2 separate regions of the Mus musculus genome follow, and region 1 is linked to region 2. A link is a contact called in public HiChIP or PLAC-seq data. All regions are on one chromosome and are shown on one strand. The core of a region is the stretch at or near the end of the contact, and the rest is flanking DNA. Distances in the headings are between cores, read along the strand shown.

The links. HiChIP or PLAC-seq counts read pairs in DNA pulled down with a chosen protein or histone mark.
Region 1: an H3K27ac HiChIP or PLAC-seq map of T-cell acute lymphoblastic leukemia shows a contact between it and region 2, with 4 times the contacts expected there. The contact joins two enhancer-like sites. A contact is called at or near these places in 9 of 115 datasets of contacts at active chromatin or transcription factors (the 230-238 cell line, the SCID.adh cell line, T-cell acute lymphoblastic leukemia and 4 more) and 1 of 9 other capture datasets (adipose tissue).

What each region holds. Positions count from the first base shown.
Region 1 is chr16:33,023,227-33,026,662 of GRCm38.p6, forward strand. All of the region lies in intron 8 of Iqcg (IQ motif containing G), which reads right to left. Among named protein-coding and RNA genes, the nearest start is that of Iqcg, 31 kb to the right of the region's middle. Within about 2 kb of position 1,630, at least 31 of the 459 cell types and tissues checked have an H3K27ac peak or open chromatin away from gene starts, as enhancers often do. A contact at or near this core is called in the SCID.adh cell line and T-cell acute lymphoblastic leukemia, where this site is marked.
Region 2 is chr16:32,851,852-32,855,276 of GRCm38.p6, forward strand. All of the region lies in intron 2 of Rubcn (RUN domain and cysteine-rich domain containing, Beclin 1-interacting protein), which reads right to left. Among named protein-coding and RNA genes, the nearest start is that of Rubcn, 15 kb to the right of the region's middle. RefSeq lists an enhancer at 233-3,425. Within about 2 kb of position 1,755, at least 64 of the 459 cell types and tissues checked have an H3K27ac peak or open chromatin away from gene starts, as enhancers often do. A contact at or near this core is called in the SCID.adh cell line and T-cell acute lymphoblastic leukemia, where this site is marked.

The DNA of each region.
Region 1 (3,436 bases), core at 380-2,879, 170 kb after region 2:
CAGCCAGGGCTATACAGAGAAACCCTGTCTCGAAAAACCAAAAAAAAAAAAAAAAAAAAATCAAAGTATATCAGCCCTAGTGGTTTATTAACACCGTACCATCCCCAGGTAGACTTTTAGGAAATGAAAGATGACTCAACATTAGTGGGTAGATTAGTACAGTCTGTAACTCTACAGAGACTGGAGGGATGGCTCAATGGTTAGGAGCCTATCCTGGTCTTGCTGAGTTTGAGCGGTCACAACCACCTGTAACTCTAGCCCCTCTGGCATATTCCACTGGCTTCCATGTGGCAGATATAAACACATACACATAAACAAACTGTCAAATAAATAAACTTAAGTAAGTGTATTTTACTTTATAGACAGAGGAGAAAAATATATCATCAAAAAATCATATTGATGGATGAAAATAATTCATCTCAGCTGGGTGTGGCGACACACCTTTATCCTGGCACTGAGAAGGTGACTCTAAATTCTTTGAGTTTGGGGCCAGCTTTGTCTCTGTGATGAGTTCCAGGTCAGCCAGGGCTATGTTATGAGATGCTGTCCTCCCACCACCACCAAAAATAAATGAATACTTGGACAAGAAACTCCTTCACATGATAAAATGTGCTCACCAGTGATCTACAGGGTAAACATCCCACTGAGTCAGGTACCAGTCACTGCCTCTCAGCTCCAGGTTCATTCAGCATGGCTGGGCATGACTGGAAGTGTTTCCTTTGGCCACCTAGCAAAATACTAAGCTTCGTCAGCAGAGGGCGCTAGAGGACACGGCAGGAGGTCTGTAGGCTCACTGTGCTCTGGCTCCCTGGTCACACTGCTAGAGCTGTGTGACACCCAGTGGCACTCATTGACCAAAACATTTAACTAACAACTGCAACATTATATCCATTATGACGAGGTAAGATTAACTCCAAGAATGTAAAGAACACAATAGCAAATCTACCCTGTTTTACTTCCACATATTAAAGGGGAAGATAATCTCAATGAATAAAAAAAGTCCACCTTCTACAACCGAGTATTCATCTGACTGAAGAAGGAGGAAAGGAGAGAGGGAGGAAGAGAAGGGGCAGAAGGGAGGAGGAGGAGGAGACAAACATTTAAGTGCACACTCCTATAATTCCAGCACTCAAGAGGCAGGAGGCTGAGGCAGGAGGATCAAGATGAGTCAGAGAACACCTTGAGCTACATAATTAGAACAATATCCAAAAAAATCCAAAACAAACAAACAACAACAAACAAACAAACAAAACCCCAGCACCTCTTGGCATCCAGGAAACCACGCACTTTCTCTAATGAGCCTGAATCTTAGTCATGGGAAAGACTTTCCTTCCACCTCCTTGGTTCCTTTCTCGGATCCTGGCAGTCAGCCCTGTGCTAGCCTTCAGAGCTCTCTTTATCCCTTCTTGGTAATCTGTCCCATATTAATAGCTCATGATCCTTTTGTTAAAGTCTGTTTAAATTGATAGTGTGATTTGTGTTATTTAAATGGATTTTAATCACACACAATTGGCACTAGGAATGAAGCTGATCCCACGCTCTAATTCACAGATGTCTTTGTAAGTCACTTGCCATACTTGCATAGCAGCCTGGTGTCATTAATGCAACAGGAGATCTGATATGGAGTGTCAAAGCAGATGCCTCTGTAGACCATGACATGACAGCTGGAGGATCGGCAGCCCCCGTATAGGAAGGAGGAGGCACACATGGCCCTGCTGGTGAAAGCAAGCAGCTTTCGAATTGGTTTAGCGATTAGCAGCTGTATTGCAGATGTGTATCAACAAAGTCTATGAATAGCAGCAGCAGCTGGAGTTACAACAGTCCCCGTGACTGTGCAAGGGCCAGGCAGCTTCTGCACAGACCAAGCAGCAAATCTAAGGCCCTGTGCTTCAGTCAGGTGTTGGAAGGCGGCGCTTACCTATGCAGTGTCATCAGGGTCACAGCAAGCCTGTGGTTTAATTTTCAGTGGAGTTGGAAAGTTCCAGGCGCTCCTACATTTGTACCTGTCCCGAATATGTCTTCCCCACTGTATATACTCAGTACTTTGGGAAGTAGCCACAGTTCGGCTCCATAGAACTCGAAAACCCACAGCAGCAGTGACTGAAGTTAAGACTCCACTTGTTGGGCTGGTGAGGTGGCTCAGTGGGTAAGAGCACCCGACCGCTCTTCCGAAGGTCTGAAGTTCGGGTCCCAGCAACCACATGGTGGCTCACAACCATTTGTAACAGGATCTGACTCCCTCTTCTGGAGTGTCTGAAGACAGCTACAGTGTACTTACATATAATAAATAAATAAATCTTAAAAAAAAAAAAAAAAGACTCCACTTGTCATCTGACTGCCTCAATCCTGCTGTGACCCGGGGCTGGCTACAGGTTTGTTCTGTGGGTCCCCATGAGTCACTGTCAACTCAGAGTTAATGCTCTCAAGAAGCCAGTGTCTAAGTCACTCCAGACTCCATAGGTCTCCTGGCTTCATGACCACCTTATCTTCGTTGTCAGCCACCAAGTGGTTTTTCAGGGTTGGACCATTCCCATGGAAGTCAGGACCTACCTTAAGGATGCCCCGGAGGTCACACCTGGCCCCCATAGGAATGCGGTCAAGTACAGAGACATTTCTCGCACTCTCCACCAGCTCACTCACTCTTTGCTTCCTGACTACCACCAGCATGGATAGCCTTCAGGGAAGGGCTTGTTCCATTAGCTCTGCCAGGTTGCCACAGTGTGCTACCTAGCTGACGTTGATAATGGATGAATCTGAAGGAGCAGATTTACCACCTGGACAAGAAAGACCCGACTCTCTCACCAACTGGCATGATACTGAGGGCCTCACAAGGATGCTGGAGAGACTCCCAAAGTCAAAGGCTTAGCTCTTCCCAGGACATCTTGAGAGGAGCAGAAAGGATAAGGACCCTAAGTTCCAGCAGGTCCTAAGGGATCACTGAGGTTAATGCCTGGTTACTCTCAGACCAAGCAGGTCCCCTGGGTTGGAAATGGGAGTCACCCACCCCTCTCCTGTGGAACACAGATGTTCTTTATACAGCATAGTGATGTCCCGTCCCCATGTGCTCTTCAGTGTCCTCAGACTGGTGTGCCTGCTGGTTGTCTTCTGGTTAGGATGTGTCTGGTGATGAGTGAATAAATTCATCCCAAGCAGGCTGTCCCCAAGGCTTTGCATTCTCACCTCCACATCACAGGAGGGAAGCCCTGGTACCTCCACCTCGTCAAATGGAGGGAGGCAGCTACTAGGTCTAGTCAAGCAAGCTATCAGCCTCACCACCGGACGCACGGCACCCACAGGAAATCCCGCATGTGCAGCCAGCTTGCCTGTGTCCCAGATGCAGCCCGCACGCCTTGCATCCTAATCTGTCTAGCTAACACCCATGTGCTCAGTGCTTCTCAGCAAATGTTCTAACTTGCATAGAGATCTAAGTTATTTT
Region 2 (3,425 bases), core at 505-3,004:
AGTGTACAGAGGATCTGAGGGAAACTGGTAGGAGTTGGTTCCCTACTTCTACCAAGTTGGTCCCTCAAGTGGTTAGACTTGGCAGCAAGCACTCACTGAGACATCTTGTTAGCCCATTAGATTGTTTCTATAATTCGTATGTGTAGATATATTTTAAAATATATGTATGTATACATATTTAATATAAAAACCAGGAGCTGAGCATGGTACCCCATGTCTGTAAATGCATACAGGAGACAGAGCAGGAGGATCTCAAGTAGAAGGTTAGCCTGGGCTACATAGCAAGACCCTATCTCAAAAATACAAAACAAAAGCAAACAATAAGGACACACAAAAAGAAGTTATTTGTATTACTTTTGTAAGTACACACACTCTGGAAGGAAGCTAGTAAAAAGTAGTAACTTACAGGATCAGAAGATAATGAGAGACTTTTTACTATTTGTTTGTTTGTTTGTTTTTCGAGACAGGGTTTCTCTGTGTAGCCCTGGCTGACCTGGAACTCACTTTATAGACCAAGCTGGCCTCGAACTCAGAAATCCGCCTGCCTCTGCCTCCCGAGTGCTGGGATTAAAGGCGTGCGCCACTATGCCCGGCTTCACTATATTTTTTTATACTCTTAAGTTTTTTAGGGCTAGAGGAATGGCTCAGTGGTTAAGAGTACTGACTGCTCCTCTGAAGGTCCTGAGTTCAAATCCCAGCAACCACATGGTGGCTCACAACCATCTGTAATGAGATCTGACTCCCTCTTCTGGTGCATCTAAAGACAGCTACAGTGTTATTAGATATAATAATAAATGAACCTTAAAAAATTCTTTTTTAGCCATGTAACCATGTAAAGTGTATTATATAGTCAAAAATTAAACATTTTAAAGTAGGTTACCAAGTGACACACATGGTACAATCTTAACTATTTTAAAAGGCATAAAATTATCTTTTAAATATAAGAATTTAAATATACAGAAAAATAAAATAAAATAAAATAAAGAACATCCAAAAGAATGATAAAAGTGATATTATTACTTGTTATTAAGTTTATGGGTGAGTTTATTTTTCTGAGTCTTTATGGTATATGTTAAAGTGTGAACAAGTAAGGAATGTATTATGAGCTGGGCACAGGGGCACACAACTTTAATCCTAGTACTTGGAAAGCAGAGGCCAGCCTGGTCTACAGACTGAGTTCCAGGACAACCAGGGCTATATACAGAGAAACCCTATTGGGTATTTTTGTGGAGGGGTGGCTTCAACAAAATCAAGCTACCTTAGGCTAGAGAGATATGGCTCTGAGGTTAAGAGTACAGACTGCTCTTGCACAGGACAGATACCAGCATTCACATGTGGCCCACAACTACCTGTAACTTCAGTTCCAGGGCATCCAATGCCCTCTTCTGGCTTCCATGGGCACCAGGCACACACATGGTATACATACATGTAGACAATATACACATAAAAAGTAAATCATTTTAATTGGGCCATCTACACTGCTAAAGCAGTTTCTTCTTGTGGTAGGGGAGGGGCCCTTTCACCTTAGCTGAGCCATCTCAGGAACTGTCTCCACATTCATAAGCAGCAGAACAGAGATGTTATCAATACACCTGGCCTCAGTAAAGGTGGCCCAGATGCAGCTGGCAACGACGAGATCCCGCTAAGACTACAGTCATGCCATTACAGCTTCCCGGGGTCCCCAAGTGATTAAAACAAACCACAGCTCACGTCCATAGCACATCCTTTTGAAAACAAAGAGGAGAAATGACCAACGGGAATCATGTGTCCCTTCCTCTTTCCAAGGGCACAGCACCCAGAATAGCTTCCTGATGACACAGCAGGCTGAAACCTTTGAAAGCACTAAATTTTCTGGAAGGAAACAACAGGGGAAAAACAAGTCTGATGCTGTCTTTAACTCTTAGACCTTAACAAGGCACAGGGCCACAATAAAACTGACGTGCAGCTTCTGTTTCGGGCCCTTTCCTCTTGGAGCCTCTGTGGACTAAGCGCCTGTCCATGCTGCACGTGTGTCTGCTCCCACTTACTGATGCTAGTGTTGTAAGTGCTCGCATACATTCTTAAATTGCTTCCTTCTGAAGGGGGGGGGCTTCTATAGGATAGCTTTCGTGCTAGTTTTTTTTTTTTTTTTTAAGAATTCTAAAAAGAGCTGGGCGTTGGTGGCGCACGCCTTTAGTCCCAGCACTTGGAAAAAATTCTAGAAAGATAAGCTAACACCATTCTGCATCTGTAAGCTTGTTTTATTTGAGAGTCTCATCAACATTTCTCCCTTTGTGGTACAGATGGTGAAACCATCATGTAATCTGGTTATGTTACTATGTGACAATGTAAAATTAGTAACAGGGCCAAGAAAAGAACCTTTGTTATCAAGGCACAAGCAGTTTAACCACTGAATGACAGCACCACTAATCTGGTAGCTATTTTGGTCACCAGCCTGGGAAACTTGCACTTTGTTTTTAACAAAACATTCTGGCATGAATCCCAAACTTGTGAATGGAACACTGGGTAGTTCAGTGCTACAAATGAACATAAAGAACACCAAGATGGGATGCAGTCTCCTGAGAGATAATATATTTAGCTGCACCCTGCTTGTTGGGTGGGGCAGCCAGGCACAGGATAGTGTGAGGGAGACAGCAGGTTCAGAGCTGGAGCTCAGCGCCGAGGGCTGAGCTGAGTGTCAAGGTGCATGGGTGACAAGAGACTGCTTCAAGGAAATGGGGGTGGGGTGGGGGGCACAAGAGTACACACAATGACTCTATCTTTAGAACCCTGTAATGGGCAAGGGACATGGCTCAGCAGGTGAGGGTACTGGCTACATCTAATGATCTGAGTTCCATCCCTAGGACCCACATGGTGGAAGGACAGATCTGAGTCCTGAAAGTTGCCCACTGATCTTCACATACATGTACATAAATAAATAAATATCATTTTTTAAAAAATGTTTAATCCAAGAAGAAATTCAGGTACAGAAACTGAAAGAATGGTCGCAGACTCAGGACAATGCTTCCTGTGGCATCATAAGATAATACCATGCAAATCAAGAAGCGACGGTGGTCAACAGCACTGCATTTATTAACCAAGGGAGAAATGGGTCTTCAATTAGATAACATGGATGCCATTTTCTTCTTTGTTTTTTTGAGATAAGTCTCTCTGTGCAGCTCTGGCTGTCCTGGAACTCACTCTGTAGACCAGGCTGGCCAGGAACTCACAGAGATCATACTGCCTCTGCCTCCCGAGTGTTGGGATTAAAGGGATGGCATTTTCTTAAAAAGCATTGCAAGATCTCCAGTGGTAAGGAAGATAATAAGATTTCACTGAATCAAGTTATCTTCAAAATTTCAATGTTCTTAATTATATATATCACAGGACAATATGCAACAGGGAAACAATTTATTAATCACTTTAAATTTTTATTAATTAATTTT